2 separate regions of the Drosophila melanogaster genome follow, and region 2 is linked to region 1. Evidence: chromatin contacts called from public Hi-C data. All regions are on one chromosome and are shown on one strand. The core of a region is the stretch at or near the end of the contact, and the rest is flanking DNA. Distances in the headings are between cores, read along the strand shown. Region 1 holds the start of Zw10 (Zeste-white 10). Region 2 holds the start of CG2694.

Region 1 (7,276 bases), core at 862-3,361:
TGTTCTTTAGCTCCGACACATGGCTTCGGAGTTTATCGTGTGCCTGCTCGGCGATGTGGGCACGCATTTCTTTCTCGGTGAGATCGAGCAACGACTGATGAAGCTCTTGCTGTAATTTCCTATTCCTGTCCTGCAGGGTGCGCACCTGTTCCTTAAGCCGCTGGATCTCGGCTGCATTGGCCATTGAACCAGCTAGTGACTCCTCACAGGGAATGGCACCCAAGCCTGCGGCTCCAACAGCGCTAATTAAGGAACTGCTCATCTTGCCGCCCGACAATAGCTCTACACGCAGCTTTTGGATGACGTCCTTCAGCATATTAACCTCCGCCGCATGCGGATCGAGATTGACCACTGGCTTGTTTTTGATTTGCAGTGCTCGATCCGCATAGCGTAGGGTGCTCAATGTCTCGGCCACGTTGTAGTCGGCGGGACTGACGCAAGCAATCATCAGCGTAATGGAATTACCGCCCAGGGAGTCCTGCAGCAGACGCGTCAGCTTGGACTGGCGATAGGGTATGTAGCCAGCGGCCTGGCCAGCTGCAATTTATATGGAATATATAAAAATGGAGATCAATTTTCAAGCCAGTGGCTAAATGATAGATACTCACATCCCAGGGCATTGATCACGTTGCCCAGGGCCAGAAGACCCTTATTGATGTTCACACCCTCTTTGAACCGATCGCCGCTGGCTAGGGTCTTTGAGCAGCGTTCAGAACCAGCCAGATCCACCAGGTTGAACCTGGACGTGGTAACGGATTGCCTATCGGAGATTGGAGGTCAAATGTGTATAAGCATTAAGTATTCTAACGAGGTGATGGCGGCCCACAACATACTTGCCGTCCAGCTTGGTGGCTACTAGCGTCAATGTGAATATGGCATGGGATCTTGAAGAGGTTTCATTCATAGCCGTGGCGGCCACAGCCCGTCCGGCTGAGCCGCGGATCAGATGATCGGTCACTTGCTGGGCGGATGTGACCACTAGCTCGGTGAGGCCCGGCATGATAATACGGTTCTTGACCTCCCTGATGTCTACGGTGGCCTTGTCCCGAGTTTTCGACGAAAAAAGGTCATAGAACTGCTCCTGGTAGAGCTCCACAAAAGAGCATGTGACAGCAAAACGAAATTCGCTCTGCATTTCCGCAATGGCTGTGAATATATCATGAACGGCGCGTGGTATAACGCCCACATGGTCATCTAACACTCCGTTGAAGGCGGTGCCCATAGTGTAGGTCTTTCCGGAACCCGTTTGTCCATATGCCAAGATTGTTACGTTATAGCCATTTAACAGCTTTTTCACTTTGGCCTGTACACACGTCTCGAATAGATCCTTTTGCGAGTCGTCAATGTCGAAGACATAGTTGTACGTATACGACTCATTCCGGTTGACTGTAACCTGTGGCGCTCCATCCGCCGATCGTTCGACGGCAATCCGGCAGCCGCGATCCAACTCGGACTGCACCAAGGGGCGCACGCGCAAGGCCACTGCCACACAGCTGGGATCCTCGCTGGACATCTGGGGGTAGGGGGAGGGAAGGACAATCATAACATTCCATCACCTTTACCGCCATCTCGACCAACACCACCAACCACTTACCTTCTCTGGGGCACAGCAAGTCCGACTTTGGTTAACTGATCAACTGGTTAGCACTTACAAAAACTTAGAATTTTGGTTGGTCTAGATTTTGGAGCAACGCGGCTTCTCCACGCGCAGCCCGGCACTCTCAATGAATTCGATTTTTGGATCAAGGAACTAAACTAATGAAACGCGACGCTAAGAAGCAAATGCATTTCTGCCAGTATTTTTAAAAATGGCGTTGTTATCGATTCGTTGCAGATGTCGATTAGTGGCGCGATCGACGGAGGTGCCGGTGTAGAAAGATTTCGATTTTTTTATAATTTGGCTCTTGAATAGCACATTTGCAAAAATGTGGTTGGACGATTTGTGCACGCCGATTTGACAAAATGAATCATTGACAGTGTATCTACATACTTATACATAAAAATAAAAGCTACCTAGATCTACAACTATTTTAGCTACTGCCAGTGATAAGAGCCCAATTCTTGTCAACTAGCCAATTCGCCGATAGCCGATAGCAGACAGCCGCACATATCTATCGCTTTTTTGAACAATCGTTGGTAGCAACAGGGAATTGCAGAAACCAGTTGTCTTGGGTTTCGCAAGAATTGGAAAAGGAGGATCTGGTCAAAGAGCAGGACATGGAGGAAGAGGCGCCGCGGTTCAATGTGCTGGAGGAGGCGTTCAACGGCAATGGGAACGGGTGCGCCAACGTGGAGGCCACCCAATCGGCCATATTAAAAGTGCTGACGCGCGTTAATCGCTTCCAGATGCGCGTCCGCAAGCACATCGAAGACAACTACACGGAGTTTTTGCCCAACAACACGTCGCCGGACATATTTCTGGAGGAGTCGGGGTCCTTGAATCGCGAGATTCACGACATGCTCGAGAACTTGGGTTCCGAGGGACTGGACGCCTTGGACGAGGCGAATGTCAAGATGGCGGGTAACGGCAGGCAGCTGCGAGAGATCCTTTTGGGTCTGGGTGTCAGCGAGCATGTGCTAAGGATCGACGAGCTGTTCCAGTGCGTGGAGGAGGCCAAGGCCACCAAGGATTACTTGGTGTTACTGGACCTTGTCGGTCGTTTGAGGGCTTTCATCTATGGCGATGATTCCGTTGACGGGGACGCGCAGGTGGCCACGCCAGAGGTTCGACGCATCTTTAAGGCTCTCGAGTGCTACGAGACCATCAAGGTGAAATACCATGTACAGGCATATATGCTGCAGCAGAGCCTCCAGGAGCGCTTCGATCGCCTGGTGCAGCTGCAGTGCAAATCCTTTCCCACATCGCGTTGCGTCACCTTGCAGGTGAGCCGGGATCAAACGCAGCTGCAGGATATTGTGCAGGCTCTCTTCCAGGAGCCCTACAATCCGGCGCGCCTCTGCGAATTCCTGCTGGACAATTGCATAGAACCGGTGATCATGCGCCCAGTGATGGCCGATTACAGCGAAGAAGCCGATGGTGGCACCTACGTTCGATTGTCGCTTTCCTACGCCACCAAGGAGCCCAGCTCAGCGCAGCTTCGCCCGAACTACAAGCAGGTCTTGGAGAACCTCAGGCTGCTGCTGCACACGCTGGCCGGGATCAACTGCAGTGTGTCCAGGGACCAACATGTTTTTGGCATTATTGGCGATCATGTGAAGGATAAAATGCTGAAATTACTGGTGGACGAGTGCCTGATACCAGCTGTGCCCGAAAGCACGGAGGAGTATCAGACATCCACGCTGTGTGAGGATGTCGCCCAGCTGGAGCAGCTGCTTGTAGACTCATTCATCATCAATCCCGAGCAAGATCGAGCCCTAGGGCAGTTTGTAGAGAAGTACGAGACCTACTACCGCAATCGGATGTATCGTCGAGTTCTGGAAACGGCGCGGGAGATCATCCAGCGCGATCTGCAGGACATGGTGCTGGTGGCGCCCAACAACCACTCAGCCGAAGTGGCAAACGATCCCTTCCTCTTCCCACGCTGCATGATCTCGAAAAGTGCTCAGGTAAGTCGTTCGCTAAACGAAACGATTGATTACGCACTAATGGATTCATTTTCGCCGGCAGGACTTTGTCAAACTAATGGACCGCATTCTTCGCCAGCCCACGGATAAACTGGGCGACCAAGAGGCCGATCCCATAGCCGGCGTCATTTCCATCATGCTGCACACCTACATCAATGAGGTGCCCAAGGTGCACCGCAAGCTGCTCGAGAGCATTCCACAGCAGGCCGTCCTGTTCCACAACAATTGTATGTTCTTCACACACTGGGTAGCGCAGCATGCGAACAAGGGCATCGAAAGCTTGGCGGCGCTGGCCAAGACACTGCAGGCCACCGGTCAGCAGCATTTCCGCGTGCAGGTCGACTACCAATCCTCCATCCTGATGGGCATCATGCAGGAGTTCGAGTTCGAGAGCACGCACACGCTGGGCTCTGGTCCACTGAAGCTGGTGCGTCAGTGCCTTCGCCAGCTGGAGCTGCTGAAGAACGTGTGGGCCAATGTGCTCCCGGAGACCGTGTACAATGCAACCTTCTGCGAGCTAATCAACACATTTGTCGCCGAGCTAATCCGTCGAGTGTTCACGCTGCGCGACATTTCCGCACAGATGGCCTGTGAGCTGAGCGATCTCATTGACGTGGTGCTCCAGCGGGCGCCCACGCTTTTCCGCGAACCAAACGAGGTGGTCCAGGTGCTCTCTTGGCTTAAGCTGCAGCAACTGAAGGCCATGCTGAACGCGTCGCTCATGGAGATCACAGAGCTGTGGGGCGACGGCGTCGGCCCGCTGACCGCCAGCTACAAGTCGGATGAGATAAAGCACCTAATCAGGGCGTTGTTCCAGGATACGGATTGGCGGGCCAAGGCCATTACGCAGATTGTATAGGGCGCGTGCGCCTTTTTTGCGAGCGAGGAATGTTGAACGGCGGATAGACATCACATTTGAGGTGGTAAACGGAGTCTAAATTTGATGATCACCATCAATGTGTCCTTACTTTAATTCCTTGAATTGTTTACCACAAATGCCAAAAGTAATAGAATTTGATAATCTTTAATTCTCCGAATGGTTTCTGTTGTACATAGAAAAGTAATTATCCACAAAAATCCATTCCATTCTTCCCGCAACGCAACACAATATTTAACTTAAGACTTATTTAAATGAATAAAAACAACTAAATCCCATTAGTGCGCCTCTTGTCGCGCTTGTAGAACGAGCATGTATAGCTGCTCAGTAAGCAGTCTGTGATCTCGGCCGTGGGTGACGGTTAGGATGCGTTGGGCCTCCTCCAGATGGTGCAGTGCCTCCTTGGAATGGCCCTCGTAGAGCTGAATCTTGCCCAGCTTCATGTGAAGCAGGCCCAATAGCGGATTCCAGGGTCCGTGGTATTTTCGAAAGCCTGGCAGCAAACGTTGCCCGTAATCCAGGGCGTCGCTCCACTTGCCCACTTCGATGGCTGCTTCGAAGGCCGCATCGAGCGTCTTGACGTACCACACATTCAGGGGATGGAACACGCCAGTCTGCTTGTCCAGACACACCTTGCACACATCGAGATCTGTGATCGAGAGAGTGAAAATGTGCTTATTATGGAGCTAATTCCATTTCGTCGCATCTACTCACAGGCCACGTCCTTCATGTTCTCCAGATTGTGCCGGGTCAGAGTCATCGCCTCGTTGAAGGCATTTCTCAACTTGGGACTGATGCCGGCATCGCATCGCGGGCAATTATTGCGGTCCACACTGATTCCCGCACCGCAGTTGCGATTGGGACACAGGGCAGCCAGCATCTCCTTCGATTCCTTGGCATCCGTGCACTTGCTGCACACGCATAGGAAGTAGTAGTGCTCCTTGAGGTCCAGACGCCTCTGCTCCGGCGTATTGAGCAGGTCGATGTAGCTGATGAAGATTTTCGACCAGTCCAGGCATTCCATGTCCTCGATCGCGTGGACGTGCAGCTCGTTGCCCTCGAAGGTGGCGACCGCATTTGGCTGGCAGCTATGGTCCGTAATCGAGACGCCCAGATATATGGCCGTGGCAATTGAGTTCATCTCGGCGTCCAAGATATTGAAGCCATTGGTGATCAGCTGCAAAGAGCAGAGAAGAAAGAGCATGAGCTCCCGCGTAACTGTGCGCCGGGGAATGTGAACCGAAGCCCTTCCTAGATAATCAATTGACTGGCAGAGCGCCAGGCATACATCATTGATTGCTATCTAATTTGGGCGACCAGGAGCGGCTGCATACGCAAGCGTCTTGGTTTCTCGATTCAGTACCAGTGCGATGAATCGCCCAATCCGCTCCTGCTCGCTCGCACAGGTGCCTGCACACTTACGCGACCATAGATGCTCATCAGTTCCGTCTTGTTTGGCACCGTGCTGGGACTCTCGGCCATCATATCGGTGAGGACGGCATGCAGCGAGTCCAAGTGCTCCAGTCGCATGGGATCGTTCTTGATTTCGGCGTAATCTGTGCACGTTAACGTGGATTAGCTAGGAATGACCATGCAAAGCGGTTCGCCCTTTGGTTTACTCACGGGACATGAGATCGCGAAACTTGCGGGAGCCGTGCTCGGTGTAATAGCCGCGGATCAGGTCTCCGCCGTGCTCCAGGCGCAGGATCAGTCGGCAGAGCATTCGGGCAGCATCGGGCACAACTCGAGGATGCACCTTCTTGAGGAAAGGACACTCGTGCTTGTGCTGGCCCCAAGCTTGCATCTGGCATGAGCGGTGGCAGTAGGACACATACCTGCAGTTGGAGCACTTCAGCACCTTGGTCCTGCAACGACGAACCCAAATTAGATAGCTCACAAAGGCAGCCACATGGCGAAACTTACGCCTCCAGGCAGTTATCGCACCGCTCCAGGCGGTACTGTGATTTCAAGACGAAGGCGAATGGTTTCTCCGTGAGGATCCGCTGTCCCCTTTTTATTTGCGGCGCCGGATTCTTTAGGTTCTTGGATTTGGATGAGCATGCGGATGCGGTTGCGGATGTGGTTGCGGATCTGGATGAACCAACGGTGGCGGTGGCCATTTCGCTCGAACGGAGCAACAACAAAGACTTTCGCCTGGGGGCCCGTCTCACTGACGACTGAAAATGAGCGCACACCTGAAGATCAAAAATATTGTTTCGAATGCTTTTTGAATATTTTGCGGCATCTGATTTCTATTTTTGGCCACAAAAACAAACACAATTTACGCAAATCGCTGGCAAACACAAAAACAACAACACCATGGTGTTTATTCGCATGCAAACGATGGCGTTGCCAGATCGGCTGGAATCATGCTTTCTACAGTGGGCACCGCGTAAGGTTAACTTGTTAACCATATGTGGGTAGCTGCATGTCGTTAAAAAATACACTTAACAAATCATATTCAAGTTTTTTAAGTAACAAATAAAAAATATTTCTTTTATATGTTGTTCCCAGTGTCTACGATTTGGTGGCCTTGCGTCCTTTAAAACGAGGGAGAAAGCTATATTAGAGCAAAAGTCGAAAGCATTTGTGTTGGTTGGTCCGCAAAACTAAAGAAGAGCGATTAAGTTATATCAAATATGAAAAATATACGATTCTAGATGCCATTGTATCCTTGCAGAGCATAGTCATCTGGTTTTCGGTGCCCATGGGGGCTGTTTTAAGATTTATTTGTAGCAAACTTAGCATAGCATAGGGACAAATTGTGTGATCGACTCGAACGGACTCCTATGAGCAGTAAACGCGGGTAGTGGG
Region 2 (6,835 bases), core at 2,516-5,015, 110 kb after region 1:
TTTCAGGAACCCTTCACCAACTCCCGATCGCTGACCGTGGAGGCGCTGTGCGCCAAGGCGCACTTCCGGTGCGGACACGCCTCCGGCGGCTGCCAGGTGCGGATGCCGGTCGTCCTGCTGCCGTGGCACGAACAGCAGTGCATGTACAAGCCGATGAAGTGCTTCATGGGCCGAGTGTGGGGCGATTGCCGCTGGCAGGGGCGCGAGGTGCAGTGGAAAGAGCATCTGGAGGAGCAGCACGACGACCGCCTGTTTCGGTCAAGCAGCGCTGATCTGGAATGGAATCTAGGCACGCGGCGGAAACCGTTAACCGGCTACTATGTCTTCCAGGCGCACGACGAAATGTTCAACTTCTACGAGATCCACGACCGCCAGCGTGTGCTGTTCACCATGACCTGCACGTCGAACCGGCGGGACAGCAAGTACAACTTCGCCTACGAGGTGACGGTGCTGCTGCCAGACAACGAGGCGCTGTCCATGACCCAGAAGTTTCCCGTGCACAGCGAGTACGACAAGGACATCCTCATGGAGGGCACATGTGTCAGCATTCCGCTGACGGAGCTTAACCGCTTTCTGGACCAGGACAAGGTGAGGGAGTACTTAGCACCAAATGTCCAGCATTCTAACTAATCCACTCATTCGACGACCACCCGGCAGGTTCTTCATTACCGCGTGAGTGTGCTGGCGGTCAAGTCGCCGCGTCGCGCAAAACCACCTCGCCAAAATCTGCCGCAGCCGGCGGACCTGGAACAGGCCCCGAATGGAGGCGTCAACGTGAAGAGCGTGCCGACCAACATGATCATTACGCGCACCTACAAGGAGGCCATCGGCGAGGTGACCAAAGCGGATGTGGCCAGTCCGGACTCGGAGGAGGATCCGGCTGCAGCCGACGGCGCTGGGGCCATTGGAGCCGACGGAGCCGGCGGTGTGGAGCTCGAGCGCAAGTGGGGCACACCGCAGCTGCACTTCAATCGGAAATATCTGCGGAACACTCTGAACGATGCCACGCCCGCGGAGGATGAGCTGCGTCCGCTGGCCGCCGATCTGCGCAATGGAAATGGCGACGATAAGCTCTCCCAGTGCAGCAACAGCACGAGTTACACGAAAAAGGTGTCGGATTCGCTGCGAAGAAGCTTCCGGGCACTCAAGGCGGATATCGTGGAGCTGCGCCCGTTCAGCAAGAAGGCAGTCAGGGATGGATCGACCTCTCCGGTCCAAAGCAATGGCAAGTAGTGATTCCGTGTGTGTGCCTTTTCTAATTCGTCAACAGTCGCAAGAGTTGAAAGCATGTAAATATAGCAAATGTTTTAATCTATTGTATATGTACTAAAACCGAAATAAATAAAATAAAAAATAAAAAAAAAAAAACAAATTATACTCCACACACGTTCGTTACTTGAATCTCAGTCCGTAGCAAGCTGCGAATGAAACGAGTTTGGTTTGGTATTGGTTTGGATGACACGTTTTATCTAGGACTTAGACTACTCAGCTACCACTACGCGACTCCTTTTGCGTGCTACAGCAAGCCCTGCATCTCGTTCATGAACTGCAGATAGGCGTCATCCTTGGTGGGCGGCTTGCTGTGCGCCTCGGAGTGGGCGTGGTGTCCATCGTTGGCCGCATGCCTGGGCCTCGCCGTGCGTCGCTGATCCTCGCGCTTCACTCGCAACGTGGACGGTACAAAGCGGGTGACATCCGCACTCAGATTCCTAATGAGTAAGTTTGGAATGTTTAGTAATGGGAATTGGTTCTACTGCGCCGGAAAGTCATCGAACCCACCTGATTTGTGGCTTGGCTGTAATAGTGGCCACACCCTTGGCTGACTCCTTTGGTGCACCTGCGCCGCCTCCCTGCTTATTGTGGTGCGCAAGGCGCGGAGGCAGACCTGGCGGCGGTCCTGGTGGCATCCTGATGCCCATGCGCGGTATTGGTCCCAGGCCATGCGGTGCCCTGGGTCCTGGCGGCGGTCCAGGTGGCATGCGTATGCCAAAGCCGGAACCCGGGTGAGGAGGTCGCATGGGTGGAGGTCGGTACATTATGCCAGGTGGCCCAAGATTAGGAATTGGCGGTAGGTGTGGCAGCTGTGGCGGCGCAGGCACAGACGACGCTGGTGGCAGCGGAATAGTCGGCAATGTGGGCGCTGTCGGAGGAGCTGGCGCGGGTGTCGCTGTAGATGATTTGACTGATGCTGGCTTGGTCGGCACTTCGGGCATATTTTCATCCTCATCCTGGTCATCGTCGTCCTCATCGTCCGTACTGCTGGCGGTTCTCTTATCGGAGTCAGATGTTCGTTCCTCTATCTTATCTATATCTTTCCCATCGTCCTCCTCCCGCTTTTTGTCGGCCTCGTCCTCTTTAGCCGCCAGTTTTCGATGCTTACGCTTGTGCACATGCTCCATTTCCTTCATGAAGTCGTCGATATTTTGGTTATTTGGCTCGGTGGCCTCGCTGTTCTTGTCCTTCTCTTTATCCTTGCCCTTCTTCAATGGCTCTGGCTCCTCCTCCTCGCCCTCACCATCGTAGTCAGTATTTCCCTCGGCATCGGAATTGAGTTCGGAAAAGGCAAACAGATCTGGCGGCGGTCCCGGCGGGACACCCAGCCAATCCTTTTGCTCGTTCTCCTTCGATTTCTCCACTTGCGCCTCGCTGGCTAAATCGCTATTTCTGGACACGCCTGGTGGAGCGCCTGGAGCATAAGGCGGCAGTGCCATTGTCATGGGCGGTGGGGGAAGGCGTATGACAACGGATGCGCCGAATCCCGCAACCACCGATCCGCCAGTCGTTTCGGTAGAACCGCCTGACACGGCAGACACCGGAGCGGGCAGTGGAATTTCGTCAATCTGGACGCTCTGGGCGTGCTTAACGCTTTCGTAGTACTGCTGCTTCTTCAGGCGCTTCTTCTCATACTCCACCTCCTTGCGCTTGAGGTCCGCCCAGTGCTCCGGCTCGTCATTGTGCTGGAAGATGGATATTTCAGTTGTTAGGTGGACTACACTATTATCGTGCCGAGTTGGTCTTACATAGAGTCGCATTACGCGGTCGAATGTTTCCTTCAGCTTTTTGCGCTTGTCGCGCAGCACCTTCTCGTTCAGCGGCGATGGTTGCAGAACGTTGTACTCTGCAAATTGTAGACGCTGCATGAGTGGCTGACGCGAATCCTGCAGGCTCGATGGACTACTCACCCATCTCGTCGATCTTCTCCATCTCCTCAAGTATCTGTGAAGGATCCTTGTTCTTCAAAACGGCGGCCCGCACCATTTGGCGCTGTTTCTTGTTCTTCTTGAGCTCCTTCTTGCGGGCCTCCTTGCCTGAAAGGTGCAGCATGGTGGATTCAACATATCGAGCTAAAAAGGATCATACTTACGCGCCTGGTCCGTGGGATTCATGTACTTTCCACTCTTCGTGGTGTTTATGGAGCGGCGTCCCATCTTGCTGGCTATTTCTTGTTGCTGCAACTAAACGAATGACTTCACCTAAACGCCGGCGCTGCAATATTGTTACCGGCGTTTTTTTCCTGCCCAACGTCCTAATTTGCTTTTATAATATCACTTTCAATTGATTTATTTATATTTTTATTTATTTATTCGTTTGCAGCTCGATAGGCCGATACACGCGCAGGCTGATATCGATAAAAACAGAACAGTAAGCACTAGAGCTCGAAGTGTGACCAACAAAATTTGGCGGGGAATAGCTAACATCCCATACGCTCAAAAGTTTTCTCCGATGTTTTTCATCACTAGCCAGGATTAGAAAAACGATAGACGATTATTACCGCCACATAGGTAACGCGGCAACAGACGCGAAATTGCCAGTACGATGGCATTCGAGAGCTCTGCACAGCAGTTAAAGATTCCGGACGAAAGGATGAATGCACAGTTGAACAATAGTGGCGTACAGGTAGGATGTGAACCAGTCGCCAGCCAGGTCAGTCAATCCTAAGCCCATTTGGTTGATTTCATGTAACCGCGTGCAAGGCGTCGCAATCCCATGTCCTATTCACACCCAATCAGATACCGGGCGCGCTGATAAGGATTTCAGACGATTTCCTTACCTCCACGCCGGGAGAGGGCCAGAAGGACGTGCCCACCACGGAGAGCACAAAATTGCAGAACCTGCACAGCCGCAAGCTGTGGGACATAGGTAATAACAATGTTATCTACTTGACACCTGCATTTTCATTTCGTTTTCATGATGCAGGTCCTGGTTCCATTCATGGCGAGGGGAAGACACCGAAGTTGGCCGTGAAGCGTCTCTGGCCAGGCTGCGGGGACGACGAGCCGAACGCCAAAAAAGGTAAGTGGGTCTGGTTATGGGAATATGGGATATCGGGCAGCCCAAGCTAAATTCATGCAGGCAACTAGCTGTGCTTGTGCTTTTTAAGTCATCCCAATAACCGGCCTCAAACTTTCCCGCTATCAGTCAACATTGCCGTTTACAGAGCTTCTCGTGCCGTTGTTTTTCAGCACTGGCATTCGAGCAATTTGTGTCGATATACGATAGGAAAATAACGCCGCTACCTCAAATCGAAAAAAGTCAAAGCCGCAAACAAAATAACGAATTCGATTTCGCATTCGAAATGTCCGCGAAGCCAAGTGCCAATTCGGAGGACATCCTTCTGGCCGGCCTGCTCCAGGACTGGAAACTAGAGGACCATGACAACGCACAGATTGGCTGCGACCCAGCGCCCATGCCGGCCAGTCAATCCGAATTGGCACTGGTTCATTTGAAGTTGCCGTGCAAGACGCCCCAATCCCAGCCCCAGGTGGAAGCCCATCAAAATGCTTCAGTTGCGACCGTCAACAGCGACAGCGGAAGCATAATACTAGTGTCCGATGATTCCTCAGCTACGGCGTGCAGCTTCCTTCACTCGTCCGAGCTCTGTAACTCCTCCGACTTCGAAGAACTGCGCAAGGAGTTCACCGAGGACTCCTCATACATCGATCTCTCACTTGATTCGGGCAGCAGCAGTGAGTGCCGATCAATCAGTAATAACAATAATAATTATAACACTGCGAATGCAATAGATCCTAGTGCCATTGAAACCGACATGAAGACACACAAACTGGGCGCGAAGCGCAGATCGCCGCAGACCAAGGGCGATGTGTTGGCCAAAAAGATTTGTGAGTAAGAGGTCGAATTGATCTGCAACCTTAGGGGCACCTGCTCTAGCTAAACCATTTACTAAATTGCTACTACGCAGCTTACCAGAATCTGAACGAGATGAACATCTCCTCGAATCAACCCGTGGTGACGCGCAGTGGTCGTGTTGTGGTCTCACGTCCGAACCAGCAGTTTGACTACTCCTCCTCCTCCCAGTCGAAGGGCGATGGCGAGGAGGACTCCGACGAGGTGTCACTGGATGCCGACGACGATGAGTATGAGGGAGAAGATTTCGATCAGCTCAAGTGGACGGAGCGCAAACGGCGTAGCTTTAGAAACACCAGCTTAGCCTTCAGCCCCGATGGCAGCCGCTCGTCGCCGGAGGCAACACCTCCGATGGTCTATGTCGAATTGGGCGGCAAAATCGTGATCATTAGGGATAAACCACAGCCCAATATCGTTCTGGAAGACGATAAGGAACTCAAGACGCAGATGCACAAGTTTTTGGGTCTGATTCCATCACGTCGCAAGCTCTTCGATCCGTCGGAATACAATATGGATCGGGGGGATATTGAGATGGATGTGTACGTACCGACCAGTCTTGTTACCAATCCATCACCTAGGTCCTCACCAAGCCCAGTTACTCCATCGGCCAGGTCACGAATATGGCAGGAAACAACGCCGACATCCATTTGCTCCAACTTGAATTTATCGCATACCTACACACCGACCGTGAATGAGCTCCAGACTAAGCACATGGATGACTCTATAATCCAGGTGAATTTGGACTGCTTTCAGAAGAAAACACCAGACTCTGTCAAGGAGCCCATTGATCTAAGCGAGCTTCCCAGCCAAAAGCAACTAGCCACCAACTGCCGCCGCCACAAGAGCTGTGTAGCCCGCCTGGAGCGGCACCCACATTTCTACGGTTTCGTCCAGTCGCTCAGACCGTCAGTCTCGCTCAACATGTGCCATCCGCTGGCCCTCACCTTCCGGCGGACCAATTTCCAGCAATCTAAGGTGGCACTGGCCAAGGTTCTGTTCAACATGTTCAATCACGCGGTCTTCCACTGTGGCCTGCAGGTGCCCATTGTTTGGAAGCACGCAATGAAGAAGCGCTGGAAATGCGAGCTTGGCTTCGACGCCTCCGGCAGGCGCACAGCACAGATCCTGCTTCTGCACAGCATAGACACTGCGGCCGAGCTTATCTATCTCCTGCTGCACGAGATGTGCCATGTGGCGGCTTTCCTGTTCAACCGGGAGTTGGGTCACGGCGACAACTGCCGCAGATGGTAAGATCATTACTTTCTATACATTTAATGTGTCATCACTTATCTGTGCCCATTCCTCAGGACCTACCAGGCGAAGATGGCCTTTCCGGAGGTGCCCGCCCTCATGGAGTGCATAGCTAGCTTCATGTATACGTGCAGCATGTGCAGCCGTTCCTCCTACGGCTTGGCCGACTTGAAATCGTACAACATACGCTGCTACTACTGCCAGTTCGAGGTGAGCGTGAAGCCCGTTAGCAAGGCGAACATGCACGAGGGCGCCCGTTCCGATCGGACGATGACACCGTTCAAGTGTTTCATCCGTGACAAGTATTTGAAGCTGGGCGCGGAGGGGGGCGTCACACACTCCTCGAAGATGGCGCTACTCAACGAAATGTTCGCGAAGATGACAGCCGCCACGGAATAGCTGGCAGCTGTCTAGCGGCTAGCACACAACTTGAAGAATA

Evidence for each region. Hi-C and Micro-C count contacts between places; a contact is called where the count stands out from the background.
Region 2: a Hi-C map of the Kc167 cell line shows a contact between it and region 1, with 2.0 times the contacts expected there. The contact joins the promoter of CG2694 here to the promoter of Zw10 in region 1. A contact is called at or near these places in 30 of 107 Hi-C or Micro-C datasets (the D17-c3 cell line, the Kc167 cell line, the ML-DmBG3-c2 cell line and 9 more) and 2 of 6 datasets of contacts at active chromatin or transcription factors (both in the Kc167 cell line).

Annotation. Positions count from the first base shown.
Region 1 is chrX:2,602,086-2,609,361 of dm6, forward strand. Zw10 (Zeste-white 10) reads left to right here and starts at 2,112. Exons shown (of 2, transcript NM_080162.4): 1 at 2,112-3,567; 2 at 3,629-4,739. The coding sequence starts at 2,218. The coding sequence ends at 4,444. It overlaps Klp3A (Kinesin-like protein at 3A), which reads right to left and starts at 1,967. Exons shown (of 6, transcript NM_080314.3): 1 at 1,595-1,967; 2 at 834-1,513; 3 at 609-760; 4 at 1-537. The coding sequence starts at 1,513. Smyd3 (SET and MYND domain containing, class 3) reads right to left here and starts at 6,791. Exons shown (of 5, transcript NM_080029.4): 1 at 6,386-6,791; 2 at 6,086-6,327; 3 at 5,885-6,018; 4 at 5,177-5,639; 5 at 4,595-5,111. The coding sequence starts at 6,582. The coding sequence ends at 4,741. It overlaps eIF3g1 (eukaryotic translation initiation factor 3 subunit g1), which reads right to left. Exons shown (of 2, transcript NM_130655.2): 2 at 7,162-7,276.
Region 2 is chrX:2,710,314-2,717,148 of dm6, forward strand. CG2694 reads left to right here and starts at 3,766. Exons shown (of 7, transcript NM_166950.3): 1 at 3,766-3,924; 2 at 4,011-4,140; 3 at 4,198-4,293; 4 at 4,464-4,967; 5 at 5,025-5,120; 6 at 5,201-6,392; 7 at 6,453-6,835. The coding sequence starts at 3,817. The coding sequence ends at 6,795. CG2685 reads right to left here and starts at 3,647. Exons shown (of 5, transcript NM_130667.4): 1 at 3,365-3,647; 2 at 3,183-3,308; 3 at 3,021-3,118; 4 at 1,780-2,957; 5 at 1,443-1,709. The coding sequence starts at 3,428. The coding sequence ends at 1,517. It overlaps CG2681, which reads left to right. Exons shown (of 3, transcript NM_130666.2): 2 at 7-588; 3 at 658-1,355. The coding sequence ends at 1,233.